Linked DNA regions of Sus scrofa: region 2 is linked to region 1. Evidence: chromatin contacts called from public Hi-C data. All regions are on one chromosome and are shown on one strand. Each heading gives the region's core, a stretch centred on a gene start, on an enhancer-like site or on the middle of the called end of the contact. The rest is flanking DNA. Distances are from core to core; before and after follow the strand shown.

Region 1 (7,280 bases), core at 2,949-5,448:
GGCATGTGGTTGTTAATTCCCGTGCACTCCCAGCTTGCCATCCTCGGGAAAAGCAGGATCTGGTGGCCAGGAAAGCCTGTTGGCAAAGAGATGGAGGTGCTTGGCAGCAGGAAGGTCAGGCTGTCAACCACTAAAATGGTAGAGGCCAAGGGCGTGTGGTCCGAGACTTGGCTGTCTCTGCTGGTTTGTCACAGGAATGGAAGGAGGCTAGGGGGGTAGCAGAGTGGGTCCCTGTGCATCTCTGTATCCAAAGGACTCTTGGAGGGGCATGTCCCCAGGGCCATTGATCAGCCAATCCACCTGCTTTGCTCTTCAGGTGGGAGGGTAGGCAAGAACCCGCTCCCCCACCGCCAGCCTGTTCACAGCCACGTTCTGCTTGGACCTCCTGTGCAGCAGAGGTTCCTGATATGACTTTTGCTCACTTGGAAGTCAGGGTAAAACACTTCCTTTCTAGGACCCCAGGGAGAAGGGAGGGAGTGGGAAGAGCTTGTGGAGAGAAGTATGAAGAGACCACATTACCAGTGAGCAAATGACATTTACTCTCTGCATGTATCCAGTTTCCCCGGCAACTCTTCTGTGTCTTTTCCTTCCCTCCTCCATCTCTATTTTATTTTATTTTATGAAAAAAATTACTATTATTCTTTTGGCAGCACCCATGATGTATGGAAGTTCAGGGCTCAAAACGGAGCTGCAACTACAACCTGCACAGCTGCACCAATGCTGTATCCTTTACCCTCTATATGGGGCTGAGGATTGAACCTGCATCTCAGCAGCCACCAGAGGTCCTGCCGAGGTAATGCCAGATCCTAAACCCGCTGTACCCCAGCGGGAATGCCTCTATTTTATTTTTAGAAGTGACCTTTCATGCACTTTAGAATTAACACACACGATGCGCACAGAAAGCTCATCATGACTTGCCTGCAACATCATTGACTGAACGCTTTCTTGTGGAAATATGCAAAGCTATGCCAAGATCACCCAGCCTCAACATTTATTAGCATTTCGCAAACCTTTCACCTGTATCCTCCCCCACCCGACACCTGACCATTTCTTAAAGGACAACTTAAAAACATTACCCACATAAGAAGGATATGGTTTGAAAAAGAAGCAACAGTCCTTTAAATGGAAGAATTCTAGATCGAATAGGAACTTTTTTTTATTTTTATGCATTTATTTTTTTGTCTTTTTGCCATTTTCTTGGGCCGCTCCCATGGCACATGGAGGTTCCCAGGCTAGGGGTCAAATCGGAGCTGTAGCCGCTGGCCTACACCACAGCCACAGCAACGTGGGACCCAAGCCGCGTCTGTGACCCACACCACAGCTCACGGCAACGATGGATCCTCAACCCATTGAGCAATGCCAGGGATCGAACCTGCAACCTCATGGTTTCTAGTAGGATTCGTTATCCACTGAGCCACGACGGGAACTCCAAGATCAAATAGGAACTTTAAATGTCTTATTCTGTCTCATTTTACTGCATCCCGATGTGAACTTTGTCTTGAATCAGTGTTTGAGACCCACATATTAAATCCATTGTCCTAACTGTGTAGAAGAGGGAAACGAGATCCAGAGAGAGAGGGTCTTGGCCAAGGTCATCCAGAGAGGAAGGGCAGGGCAGACCCCCGGGGTCCTATTGGTGCAGAGGTCCAGCTGAAGCCGGACTGTAAAAATCCACTTGTTCCGCCAGAGAAGAGGGAAAATCAGGAAATGGCCCATGATAGTTTCCTCTTCCTGAACTCAGAGCTCAACCCCTTGTGAATATCAACATTCATTATGAAATCAAAGTGACCTTAGGAACTATATCTGTTATCTATTGCTAGGTAACAAACTCTTCCAAAATGTCCCTGTTTAAAACAGCAATTATTGGGAGTTGCCGTCATGGCTCAGTGCTTAACGAATCTGACTAGGAACCATGAGGTTGCAGGTTCGATCCCTGGCCTTGCTCAATGGGTTAAGGATCCAGCGTTGCCGTGAGCTGTGGTGTAGCTTGCAGACGCGGCTCGGATCTCTTGTTGCTGTGGCTCTGGTGTAGGCTGATGGCTACAGCTCTGATTCGATCCCTAACCTGGGAACCTTCATATGCCTTGGGAGCGCCCCAAGAAATTGCAAAAAGACAAAAACCAAAAAACAAAACCCAGCAGTTATTTATTTGACTTTTGAGTTTGTGGGTCCTTCTGGTCTGATCTCTGCCTGGCTTACTCATGTATATGTGGTGAGTGGGTAGGTCAGTCTGGCAGGCTGCTTGGTCTGATGGGAGGTCCCTCTGCTGGTTTGGCTCCTTTCTGCTCCGGTGGCCTCTTATTCTCAGAGGAAGCAAGTTACACCGGGCTGCCAAAGAGCAGCAGGAGAGGAAAGCCCTAGGAGCAAGGACATTTGAAGTTTCTGCTTGTGTCATGATTGTGTAACATCTTGACCAGAGCCAAGGGGTAGAGCAATAGACTTTGTTGCATTTTTTTTTTTCCTTTTTAGGGCTGCACCTGAGGGGCATATGGAGGTTCCCAGGCTACAGGTTGAATTGGAGCTGCAGCTGCAGGCCTACACCACAGCCACGGAAATGCCAGATTTGAGCCACATCTGTGACCTACACTGCAGCTTGCAGGAAAGCTGGCTCCTTAACCCACCAAGTGAAGCCAGGGATCAAACCTACATCCTTGTGGACAGTAGTCAGGTTCTTAACCCACCGAGCCATAAGGGGAACTCCCTTTTTTTTTAAATTTTATTTTTTAAATTATAGTTAATTTACAATGTTGTGCCAATTTCTGCTGTACAGCAAAGTGACCCAGTAATACATATATATACATATATTCTTTTTTCATGTCATCTCCTATCATGTTCTATTCCAAGAGTTTGAACATAGTTCCCTGTGCTGTACAGTAGGATCTCATTCATTCTAAACATAGTAGTTTGGAGTTCCCGTCGTGGCTCAGTGGTTAGTGAACCCAACTGGCATCCACGAGGAGGACACGGGTTTGATCTCTGGCGCTTCTCAGTGGGTTAACGATCTGGGGTTGCCGTGAACTGCGGTGGAGGTCACAGACCTGGTTCAGATATGGCGTGGCTGTGGCTGTGGCATAGGCTGGCAGCTACAGCTCCCTCTAGCCTGGGAACCTCCATGTGCCACGGGCGAGGCCCTAAAAAGACAAAATTAAAAAAAAAAAAGAATCATCTCCATATTAGGTGGAAGCCATCCAGCTTAGTCATCTAGACAGTTCCTTAAACTGGGAGTAAGAAAACAAGAGGCTATATTGGGAATGATCGGACCCCTGGCCTGAAATGAGAACGATATAGACATTCTGGATTTGTATCCATTTTCTCACCTCCTCCTTCCCTATCTAATCCCCTGGCAAGTGCTGTTGGCTTCACCTCCACAGTGTAGCCCAACTTTCTATTTCTCTCATCCTTTACTGTATCCTGCCTAATCCAGGTCCCCTTCCCCTCTCATCTGGACCTCTGTGACAATTTTCCAACCGGTCTTCCTGCTTCCATTCTTGTCGTCTACAATCCATTTTTCACCCAGAAGCCAGAGTGGTGTTTTAGAAACTTGAAACCAAGGACCCCCCCGCCTTAGAACCCCCCCTAAGCTTCCCCTGCTGTTCAAAGTCCTACATGATCTGGCCTCTGTTTATCTTCACCTGGCACCACTTGTATTTATTAATTAACTAAAAAATTTTTGCTGGCATATGGTTGACTTACAACGTTGTATTAGTGCCAGGGGTACAGCAGTATTAATTTATTTCTTACTTGTGCTCATTTTCTCCTTCCCCACCCCCCTTTCCTCCTTCTTCCGTTGGGACGCAAATCTCTGAGAGCAAAGATCTTGTTTGTCCTGATCAGGAGAGACAGAACCCTGCCCCGCACTCTGTGGGTATTCGATCAATATGTTTACAAGGCAGCTGATGTAACCAGAAATTTAGGTGAGCAACTGGTTATTCCGTCGACTCGACGGATATCAACTTTCAGTTCTTACGAAAGAGGTGGTCAGAGTCCTGAGCTAGGCGGTAGAGGGAACGATCAGGATTCCTCCTCTTCTAGGTACTCCAGACACCCCTTTTCCGCATCCGGATCCCCCTTTCCGCATCCTGATGTTCTTCCACACGGTAGCTGGTGCCCTGGTGGCCGTTTTCACACCTCTCCTTCCGCCCAATCAGTGGAGACTCAATGATTATGTTAAGTACCAGATCTTCCACTAGAGGGCAGTAGAGCACAGTGTTAAGCGTTTGAGATCTGAAGGCAGTTCTCAGTTTGTGCCTCTTCTGTTCCAGGCGAGTAGAACGCAGACGCGAGAAACGAATCATTCCCGTCCCTCAGTGCTAAGCCTACTTTTTGTTTATACACGGGCGTAGTTGTCCATGCTGGGGGAAAACTAATCAGACATAAAGAAGCACAGAGGTGCTAACAGAGAAATATTTTATAGGCTATGTATTTTATCTATTATACCCAATTGTCACACAAACGTGGAACGTGGGCTTCAAAGGGTAAACGTAAAGCCAGCGTGATGCACATCATGAGTACTTATACTCCGTGACAATGTCACTAGGCAGTTTTTTCCATCCTGAACATTGCAGTCAGAAATACGGTTAGGAGGAGTACCTGTCGTGGCTCAGTGGTTAACGAATCCGACTAGGAACCATGAGGTTGCAGGTTCGATCCCTGGCCTTGCTCAGTGGGTTAAGGATCCAGGGTTGCCGTGAGCTGTGGTGTGGGTCGCAGACTCGGCTCGGATCCCGAGTTGCCGTGACCCTGTTGTAGGCTGGTGGCTACAGCTCCGATTAGACTCCTAGCCTGGGAACTTCCATAGGCGGTGGAATCGGCTCAAGAAAAGGCAAAAACCAAAACAAACAAACACACAAACCAAAAAACGATTAGGAGCAAAACAATAACTTTCCATTAGAACTCTTTAAATGTCCTACCAGTTTTTCCTCTTTGAGATGCCTCCGGGGCCCTGTGGAAAGCTTGAAATTAGCTAGAGCTAGAAACTTACCATTTGCTATCAAATGCAGGTCCCTCTTCCAGAAAAGGTTGTTCTCAACACAGAGAGAAAACTAAATCCCAGTCTTGTATTGGCTTAATATTAATAATAAAATTCAGAGTTCCTATCGTGGTGCAGCAGAAATGAATCCGACTAGTATCTGTGAGGATGTGCAATCCCTGGGCTTGCTCAGTGGGTGGGGGATCCAGTGTTGCTTTGAGCTGTGGTGTAGGTCGCAGACACGGCTCGGATCCTGCGTTCCTGTGGCTGTGGTGTAGGCTGGCAGTTGTAACTCCAATTCGACCCCTAGCCTGGGAACTTCTATATGCTGCGGGTGCAGCCCTAGAAAAAGAAAACATTTGTTTACCCAATTTAATCCAATCTAATCTTCATCAGTCTTTTTTTTTTTTTGGTCTTTTTTTTGTCTTTGTTGTTGTTGTTGTTGTTGTTGCTATTTCTTGGGCCGCTCCCGCGGCATATGGAGGTTCCCAGGCTAGGGGTTGAATCGAAGCTGTAGCCACCGGCCTACGCCAGAGCCACAGCAACGCGGGATCCGAGCCGAGTCTGCAACCTACACCACAGCTCACGGCAACGCTGGATCGTTAACCCACTGAGCTAAGGGCAGGGACCGAACCCGCAACCTCATGGTTCCTAGTCGGATTCGTTAACCACTGCGCCACAACAGGAACTCCTAATCTTCATCAGTCTTAACAATGTACAACGTTCTTTTCTCAAGGTTCCTTTTTTAAAAAACCTTAAAAAAAATCACTTCTGTATCTATATTAGTTAATACTATTTTTTTTTACCCATCTAGAAACAACCAGCTCTAGGATGAAATTAAACTCCTTTTATCCCTCAAAAAAATATTTCCATTCTTTATACCTTCTCTCCCCGACAATACATATCCTACTTGTTTTACAAATAAATGCTTTATCTTTTCTAGTAGTTTTAAATACATATTATAATGTTTAACCTTCAAAAGGCTGAACGACATAGTTCCCATTGTGATATGGAAACGAATCCGACTAGTATACATGAGGATGTGGGTTCGATCCTTGGCCTTGCTCAGCAGACTTGGCTTGGATCCTGCATTGTATATCCAGCTGTGGCGTAGGCCAGCAGCGGCAGTTCTGATTCAACCCCAGCCTGAGTACTTCCATATGCCATGGGTACGGCTCTAAAAAGCAAAAAAAAAAAAAAAAAAAAAAAAAAGATTGAATGAAACCAAGAAACAAGTAATTGAATGGTTTGTTAAATCATATAATTATTTCCAGAGCGTTTACCCAAAAGCTTTTATCCCTTTGTAGACAATATCACACCTAGACGTATATACATCGAGATCTCATAGCTTCATTTAAAACCTACTCATGAGTCAAATATTTCAGTATGAAACTTACTGTTCTATAAGGAACAGTTGGAATAAGTTAAGTTTACAGACTTCAGTGTAGAAAGACTCTTTCCTCCTTCCTACCCCCTCCCCTTGGCTTGAAGTTCTGGTATTAACCCACGGCTGAAGTCAGGCAAAGTGGGCTGTGTTTGTATTTCAAGGACATGATAAGAGTTAATTTCAAGCCTTCTCCTAGGCATATTTTTGTTCTCTCAGGATCAGAATTCTGAAAAAAGCATTTTATCAAACCAGCTTTTTTTTCTAAGTGCATATGAAAAAAAGATCCACTTTTGGAATTTTGAAAGAGTTGCATCTTAACCAATTGTCTCCAGAGTCTTGAGAGTATTGTTGTTGGCCACACAGGTTAAAGAAAAAAAAAAAACAACTTTTTTTTTTTTTTTGTCTTTTTAGGGCCGCACCCATGGCATATGGAGGTTCCCAGACTACGAAGCTGTAGCCGCTGGCATACGCCACAGCCACAGCAACGTGGGATCTGAGCCACGTCTGTGACCTACAGCACAGCTCACAGCAATGCTGGATCCTTAACCCACCGAGTGAGGCCAGGGATCGAACCTGCATCCTCATAGATGCTCGTCAGATTCCTTTCCACTGAGCCATGATGGAAACTCCATCTTTCTTGTTTTTTAGTCATAGTTTCATGGTAAAATTTTTCTAGTGAATTGAACCTGAATTCCTATTTTATAAAAGGCAGCGAGGAGGTCCCATCATGGTGCAGTTCTAATTAGGAACCATGAGGTTGTGGGTTCAATCCCTGGCCTTGCTCAGTGGGTTAAGGATCCAGAATTGCTGTGAGCCGTGGTAGAGATTGCAGACGTGGCTTGGGTCCTGTGTTACAGTGGCTGTGGTGTAGGCTGGCAGCTACATCTCCGATTTGCCCCTAGCCTGGGAACCTCCATATGCTGC
Region 2 (7,280 bases), core at 3,486-5,985, 270 kb before region 1:
CTGCTGGCCTGCACCAGAGCCCCAGCAATGCAGGATCCGAGCCACATCTGCGACCTACACCACAGCCCATGGCAATGCCGGATCCGTAACCCACTGAGCGAGGCCAGGGATCAAACCCACAACCTCGAGGTTCCTAGTCGGATGTTTCTGCTGCGCCAGGAAGGGAACTCCGAAAAACAAGTTTTGATACAAACTGAAAATGAAAACTATCACAACACAGTATCAGAAAAACAACTATCGGGAGTTCCCGTCGTAGCTCAGTGGTTAACGAATCCGACTAGGAACCATGAGGTTGCGGGTTTAATCCCTGCCCTTGCTCAGTGGGTTAAGGATCCAGCATTGCCGTGAGCTATGGTGTAGGTCGAAGACGCAGCTCGGATCCCACATTGCTGTGGCTGCGGCATCGGCTGGCAGCTACAGCTCTGATTAGACCCCTAGCCTGGGAACCTCCATATGCCATGGGTGCAGCCCTAGGGAAGAAAAAAAAAAGAAATAATGATAATTTAAAAAGTTAAAAAAAAAAAAAAAAAAAGAAACAAAAACAACTATCAGTGAACTTCAACCAAAGCCATGGGAAGTGATTTCTTGGTTACCTGGTTATCATTAAAGCATGGTACCTTTTTCTGCACTAATAAATCAGTAATGAGCCTGAGTTCAGTACATAATAGTGTTCTGTAGTTTTTCCGTTTGTTTGCTTTTTAGGGCCGCACCCCTGGCACATGGAGGTTCCCAGGCTAGCGGTCAAATCAGAGCTACAGCTGCCGGCCACAGCCACAGCCACACCAGATCTGAGCGGCATGTGTGACCTATACCACAGCTCATGGCAACACCGGACCCTTAGCTCCCTGCGCAAGGCCAGGGATTGAAACCACAACCTCAAGGTTCCTAGTCGGTTTCCTCTGGGCTACGACAGAATCTCCCCAGTACACAGTAGTTTAATTTAACAAATGAATGGTTTTAATGAGCCGTATGCACTACCTTGGCCTCAAAGCAAACTTTCCCCTTTGTCACTCCATAAGTGCTCCTTGCGCCAGACCAAAGGGTGGGGAACTTCTCTGAGAAAAGCGGCTGCCCTCCATAGCGGTCTTTGCTCACTTGAAAATGGAGATCCGAGGTATCTGTTAAGAAAGAAGCAATCCGTTTACTCAATGCCCCAAACTTGAAGCTACCAACAGAACACACATATACCCAGTTGTCAAGAAGGACTACACAGGAGTTCCTGCTGTGGCACAGCAGGTTAAGGACTCGGTGTTGCTAGCACCTGCGGCCTTGAAACTTCCATTGGCCACATGTGTGGCAAAAAAAAAAAGAAAGAAAAAGCATGGATACAAAGTCTAAAATCTCTTACAAGCGACAGCCCATAAAGTTTTATTAATCCTCAAAATCACATTTCCTCCCCCCAAATCACTTTTGATTGGTTAAAACCCCCACCAGTGTGCTTTATACATACATGTGTCCAGGTTCACAAGAGTTTGATCCTCTTCCTCATCTTTTGCCTCTTCTTCTGGGGGTGGTGGAGACTTTGAGCTATACATATATGAGAGAAAAGCAAATACGATGTAACCAACGTCCTCCAATCTGAGAGGCGTCTGCAGGTCTGCTTAAAGGATCAGTGGATATATATAATTCCAGCTTCTTTCAACAAATGAGAAAAGGACAACAGGATGTTTCAGGGTAGATTCCATCTAAAACTTAGGCCGATAAAAACCTATTCCATTCTTAATCCACCCCTCTTTCCAGACTGTCCAGTCAGCAGCAGGTAGACCAAAATCAGAGCAGACACTCCCTTCAATGAAAGGGACTGTTTCCCTCACCGGCTGTGGTAAGCCTCCTCTCGGAATTCATAGTAAGCTCGGCCATGTTCATCCTTCTCATCCCGCTGTCTCTTTACCCCCCGCCGCTCACCATCTGAGCCTGCTGGTTTTGACTTTTCACTATCTTGGTCATCTCCTACAAAAAGGAGGGAAAGAAAATCAGCAGTTTTCATACTGGAGTGTAGAATAAGCTCAGAACCAACAGAAACTAAAGGAGGCCCTGTGTATCTGTCTGGTCAGAAGAGCCAGGTTATTCCCGCTGCGTCCACAGAATGTTTTATTTCCAAAGATCATCTTCCTGTCATTGGCTGGGGTTTTTTAATTAAAAAAATGGGGGCGGGGGAAGGAAGGGACATTATGGGCTAATTACAGTCAAAGTAGTAGATAAAAACAGCAATTTTTTGCATTCTAAATTTATCTGCTTGAATCAGGTCAAACTTGCAGATTTCCCCACCACTATGACATGAAAGAAATATCCCATAAGTTTTTAAAAAAACTTCATAGGTTAATTTAATTTTAGTTCTTGACTATTAGAGCTGGATTTAAACTAGACAATATATATTTCCCAACACTTTCCCACAGCTCCATGTTACAGAAAGCCTTGTTTTGTTTTTTTTTTTTTAAAAGAGTTTGCCTTTCCAGCTTTAAAACACATAGCCATCCACAGCTTTACTTATGTAGCAAACGGACTCAGGTGCACACAGCTGTATTTTTATCATGGATTTTTACTGAAACTTGTAAGAGCAAACCATTAAGTCACAAGAGACCCATAAATAATACTGCAACTTTCCTGCACATAATTTGGGGCAGAAAGGTGTTGTCATATATTTAGCAACATTCTTTACAAGAGAGAAAAAAAAAATCAGAATTTTTCCTTGGACTTTTGTGGTTTGCAGAACTAAGGTTTTCAACAATAACTTCTTTAAACAAGTCCTTTATCCCTCAACCTTTTTATCTGCTATTTGGGGTACACATTAAGTCAAAGGTTATGTAATGGGATTTCTGTTCCAGGACACAGGACAAATGATCTGCAAGTTGCATGTGACAGATGTAGCATGGGTTCCAATTATACCCTCATAGGAGAAGCAGCCTAACAAATGTATTAGAAAAGGAACTAAGCCACTTCATAGTATGACTTGAAAGCAGCTCCCTACTCTGACAGATAGTTATGGATCAGCTCTAACCACCCAATCACTTCAAAGGAAGTGAGAGGTCACTAACCCCCTGGGGGAACTATACATTCTATTCCACAAGGTTACTCAATGGACACATCAACACCCCAATCATTTCAAGTCAGGAAGTCAGGGACCCAAAATGCAAAAGGCTAAGTGTACACCAAATACACAAAGTTGTCCGTCCATCTACTAAGAGGGAAGATTAAAATTTAATCATAAGCATTCAGACAAGGTAAAACTCCTAGCCAAGTAGCATTAATTAATTTATCCTAAAGGCTCTAGATCATGATTTTCTCTTCAGCAGTTAACTATTAAACTTGACACCCTCACACCACAGGCTGCTGAAGCGGGAGCTGCTGCTAAAGCAGGAGTAAGGTTAGATTTCCCGATTTCCTGTGTGGCTCAAACTCTAGTAAAGAGCTTCTAGGATGGAACGAACTTTGACGAACTTAGCTCATTGCTTAATATTTTTAGGACGGAAAAAAATCAATAGTTAGGTAGCCCAAAGGCCGAAGCCTCCAACAGTCGGTCTGGCTGTCCGTGTAATCAACAATTCCTCGGCGCACACTCGGTTTAGAAAAGATAACCAGCGCCGCGGGAGGCTGCTCCACAGGTAGCTCGTAAACAGTTCGCATGCAAAACCTCTTACTTGCATCCACTACCACCAAGCAACCAAGTCAGGCAGGAACCTCCCTCCTGCAGAGAGAGGAGCCCCAAGAGGTAGCCAAGCCCCCCAGAAAGGTGGGCTGAGAGAATGAAAGCCACCTCCCCGGGGGAGTCCCACCAAAAGGCGATGGGAATTGGACCCCGCTGTGCCAGGCTTGGTGCTGGGTCAGGGGCGCACCCGGCAGGTTGGAGCCGGGCTCCGCTGCCAGCTCCTCACCCTGTTCCTCCGCGGCCTTGTCAGCCGGCGCCTCGGATCCCGGCGTCTCGTCCCCGCTCCGCTCCTCCGGTTCCTCTTCCTCCCCCTTGACGGTGCCCTGCTCTTCGCCACCATTTACCCCACCTGACCCGGCCGTGGCCTCCTCCGCTGGTTTCTCGGAAGCATCGGACTCGGCCACGGCCTCTGTGGCTGCGGCCTCCGGGGGCTCCGGCGGCGGCTGCGCGGCCTCGTCCGAGGCCTGGGCAGGGGGTGGCTCTTCGTCCTCGTCCTCAAGCAGCGCCTCCTCGTCCTCCTCCTCCTCCTCTTCGTCCTCCTCCTCGTCCCCGCCCGGGCCGCCGCCCGACGCGGCCACAGGCCGAGGCTCCGCCTTGCAGGCCCCACCGGGCCCGGCCCCGCCACCGCCGGCCTCGTCCTCAAGCATCTCGGCGTCAAGCGCCTCCTGCAGCCGCTGCGCCAGATCCACCTTGAGGCCGCGCGAGTCCAGGCCCCGCCGCTGCAGCTCCGACCGCAGCTCGGTCACTTTCAGCCGCTTCACCTCCATCGCCGCCGCCGCCTCCTCCGCCTCCCGCCGCCTCCTCCCCTGCGAACCGTCGACCGAGCCCGACCGCGCAGGCGCCGCCGCCGCCCGCCTCCGCCTCACGCGCCAGCACTGAGCCCGCGCGGGCGAGCGCACGCACGTACGCACGCAGGCAGCGAGGACCTCGCGCAGCCTCCGCTATGTAGTGTTTGTTTCTTCCGTCTGCTCCCTCCCCTTTACAGCCCTCGGAGCCCAAAACAACGCAGCAGGAAGCTGCTTCCTTTCCAGCCCCCTCGGTTCCCCTCCGGCGGGTGGGCGCGCGCGGAGAACCACAGACTTCCCTTCTCCTTTACCTCCCGCCCCCTCTCACCCCTGAGCCAATCGCCGCCGGTGTCTTCACAGCGCAGCCTCACCGGAGCCGGAGTCGGGAAAGGTTGGCTTTGGCTCAAGTGCTTCGTAGCACTCAGGCGTGTGCCCACCGGTCTCTCCGTACTTTGAGCCCCGGGCTCCGCGCAGTGGGTGGGAGCTCCCTCGCCACATGGCCCTCACACCCTGTCGCCACCCTTACTCGCGTCTGACCCGATCACACTGTCGTCGTAGTGCTTGTTCTTTAGTCTGTGTCCTACTGTCTATATGTGCAGCCACTTCTTGAGACAAAGGAAGAAAAGGCAGAAGGGAAGCAGGGAAGCTCTTGCAACGTGAACTCCTACTAGCAATTATGTTTCTGGTTAGTCAACGCAAGGGCTCTCCAAAACCGAGGAATACAGTAACCTCGGGCCCTCGTCTTATTTCAACTCTTAAACTTCTACCTAGCAACAGACACCCTCGCCTCGCTTTATTGGCCAACTTGAATCGTCATCTGCAATTCTGATTGGTCATCCGTGATCGTTCAGCTTTTTTTTCAATTGGCGAAGCTGACGGGAGATTTCCCCCCACACACACCCTCGGGTTGGTCGGCCAGGGAGGCTGGGGAGGCGGAGTCGTTTATGCAGGATTACTTTTCCGAGGCTGCTCCTGATTGGACGGCATGGCGCAACGCGCGCGACCTTTACACACAAACTATCCGGAGACCAGACCCTGTCCTCTCCGTGCTCCGGGATCGTAAACCGAAGCTCAGGGCGTGGGGGGGCAGGAGAGACTTTGGGCTCGGCCATTTGTAAGGAGCGAGAGGCTGGCCGCGGGACCTGGGGCACTTGCAGCTGAGCGGCGCTGCGGCCGCGTCACCGTTGGCTTGTGGTTACGGTGCACTGACCGCATTCACCTTGGTTCCCCAACTCTTGGCCCAGAGGCCAACAGCTGCTGGTGCAAACAAAGAGCTGGGAGGGAGGCAAGCCCCCTAGACCTCTTTTAGGAGTTGTCCCCGCCCACTCCCTTCCACTTCCAGGTCGGGGGGCGGTTGTTCAAAGGAAAGGAGGAAGTAAATTCCGCCGGCGTTCCCACGCTGGCCACAATTCCTTAGTATGGCTTTCGCTAATTCATGCAATCACTTCGTCCCGGAATCACCTCTTTAGGAAATCAATTTATCTGTGGCTTTACTATTTCCACATCCTCTCCCTGTCCTTCATTTCTAGAGATTGAAAAATACCTGCAGAGAAGAGAGGAAGAGGCTGCAGTAGAATCAAGCAAACCTCATTCCCTGAGAGGCCTCCGGGAGAAGGATAGTTTCCTGCTTCTTCAAGTCGGCTACCAAAATCGGTTATTTCGCGCCTATCCCCACAGCTTCGGAATTGCTTCCCCATTCCGCAAGAGCACGGGGTGACAAAGTTATGGAGAAGCGCCTGCAGGAGGCCCAGCTATACAAGGAGAAGGGGAACCAATGTTACCGGGAAGGGAAATACCGGGATGCTGTGAGTGGATACCATCGAGCTCTGCTTCAGCTGCGGGGTCTGGATCCAAGTATGCCCTCCCCGATTCCTAATCTAGGACCTCAAGGCCCGGCCCTCACACCTGAACAAGAAAACGTACTGCATACTACCCAGACAGACTGCTACAACAACCTGGCTGGTAAGAGCAGGGCGGAAGGGTGGGTAGAGTGTCAAAGCAGCCGCATGAAAATCTGAGAACGTTGGGAAAAACACTGACGTGCCTTTCTGCTCACGTCTAGTTATTGTGCCATGAATTGAGATATATTTTCAATCTGTAGGACTTTGAGTTTCTATAAAGCAGTGCTTTGCAGACTTGTAGCTTGTAAAACACAGCTATGCCCACGTTCACGATTCCAGTTTTATGGGTCTGAGGTGTTTGTGTGGGGCTACCAGTTTACATTTCTGATAAACTTATGGGGGATGCTGATAGATTTAGGGCATTTTGCACGCCATAGAGAAAGTACTGAGCCTGTGTTTAGGGCTTTGCTTCTTTAATATCGAAAATGTAGGGAAGTTCCCGTCGAGGCTCAGCGGTAATGAACCCGACTAGTATCCATGAGGACACAAGTGTGATCCTGGCCTCCCTCAGTGGGTTAAGGAACTGGTGTTGCTGTGAGGTCTGGTGTAGGCCAGCAGCTACAGCTCTGATTCTACCCCTAGCCTGAGAACTTACATATGCTGCCTGTACAGCCCTAAAAAGACTATGTGTATCTAGAGAGAGAGGGAGAAAGGAAGGGCGTTCTCTTGTGGTGCAGTGGGTTAAGGATCTGGCATTGTCACTACAGCAACTTGGGGAGCTGCTGTGGCACCGGTTCTCTCCCTGGTCTGGGAACTTCCACATACCTCAGGAATCAGCCAAAAAATAAAAGAAAGAAAGAAAATATAGGAAAGAAGGCATTTGCTTCAACGGATGGTGTAAGTCATCTTTCTTAGCTGTTTTGGATAACTTTCCTTCTTCCTGTAAATCAGCTGGATAGTAACTTAGATAACTAGTATCTTCCATCTCCAGCTGGCCTTGAATGAAGA

What was found. Hi-C and Micro-C count contacts between places; a contact is called where the count stands out from the background.
Region 2: a Hi-C map of liver shows a contact between it and region 1, with 3 times the contacts expected there. The contact joins the promoter of HNRNPUL2 here to the enhancer-like site in region 1. A contact is called at or near these places in 1 of 5 promoter capture datasets (liver), 15 of 47 Hi-C or Micro-C datasets (alveolar macrophages, embryonic fibroblasts, fetal heart ventricle and 11 more) and 2 of 2 datasets of contacts at active chromatin or transcription factors (alveolar macrophages and skeletal muscle).

Annotation. Positions count from the first base shown.
Region 1 is chr2:8,759,004-8,766,283 of Sscrofa11.1, reverse strand. No RefSeq gene overlaps it. Among named protein-coding and RNA genes, the nearest start is that of SLC22A8, 20 kb to the left of the region's middle. Within about 2 kb of position 4,198, at least 3 of the 83 cell types and tissues checked have an H3K27ac peak or open chromatin away from gene starts, as enhancers often do. A contact at or near this core is called in fetal liver and liver, where this site is marked.
Region 2 is chr2:9,032,124-9,039,403 of Sscrofa11.1, reverse strand. HNRNPUL2 (heterogeneous nuclear ribonucleoprotein U-like protein 2) reads right to left here and starts at 4,735. Exons shown (of 15, transcript XM_005660783.3): 1 at 3,873-4,735; 2 at 1,815-1,950; 3 at 1,451-1,527; 4 at 979-1,118. The coding sequence starts at 4,413. It overlaps TTC9C (tetratricopeptide repeat protein 9C), which reads left to right and starts at 4,846. Exons shown (of 4, transcript XM_005660786.3): 1 at 4,846-5,116; 2 at 5,961-6,393. The coding sequence starts at 6,156.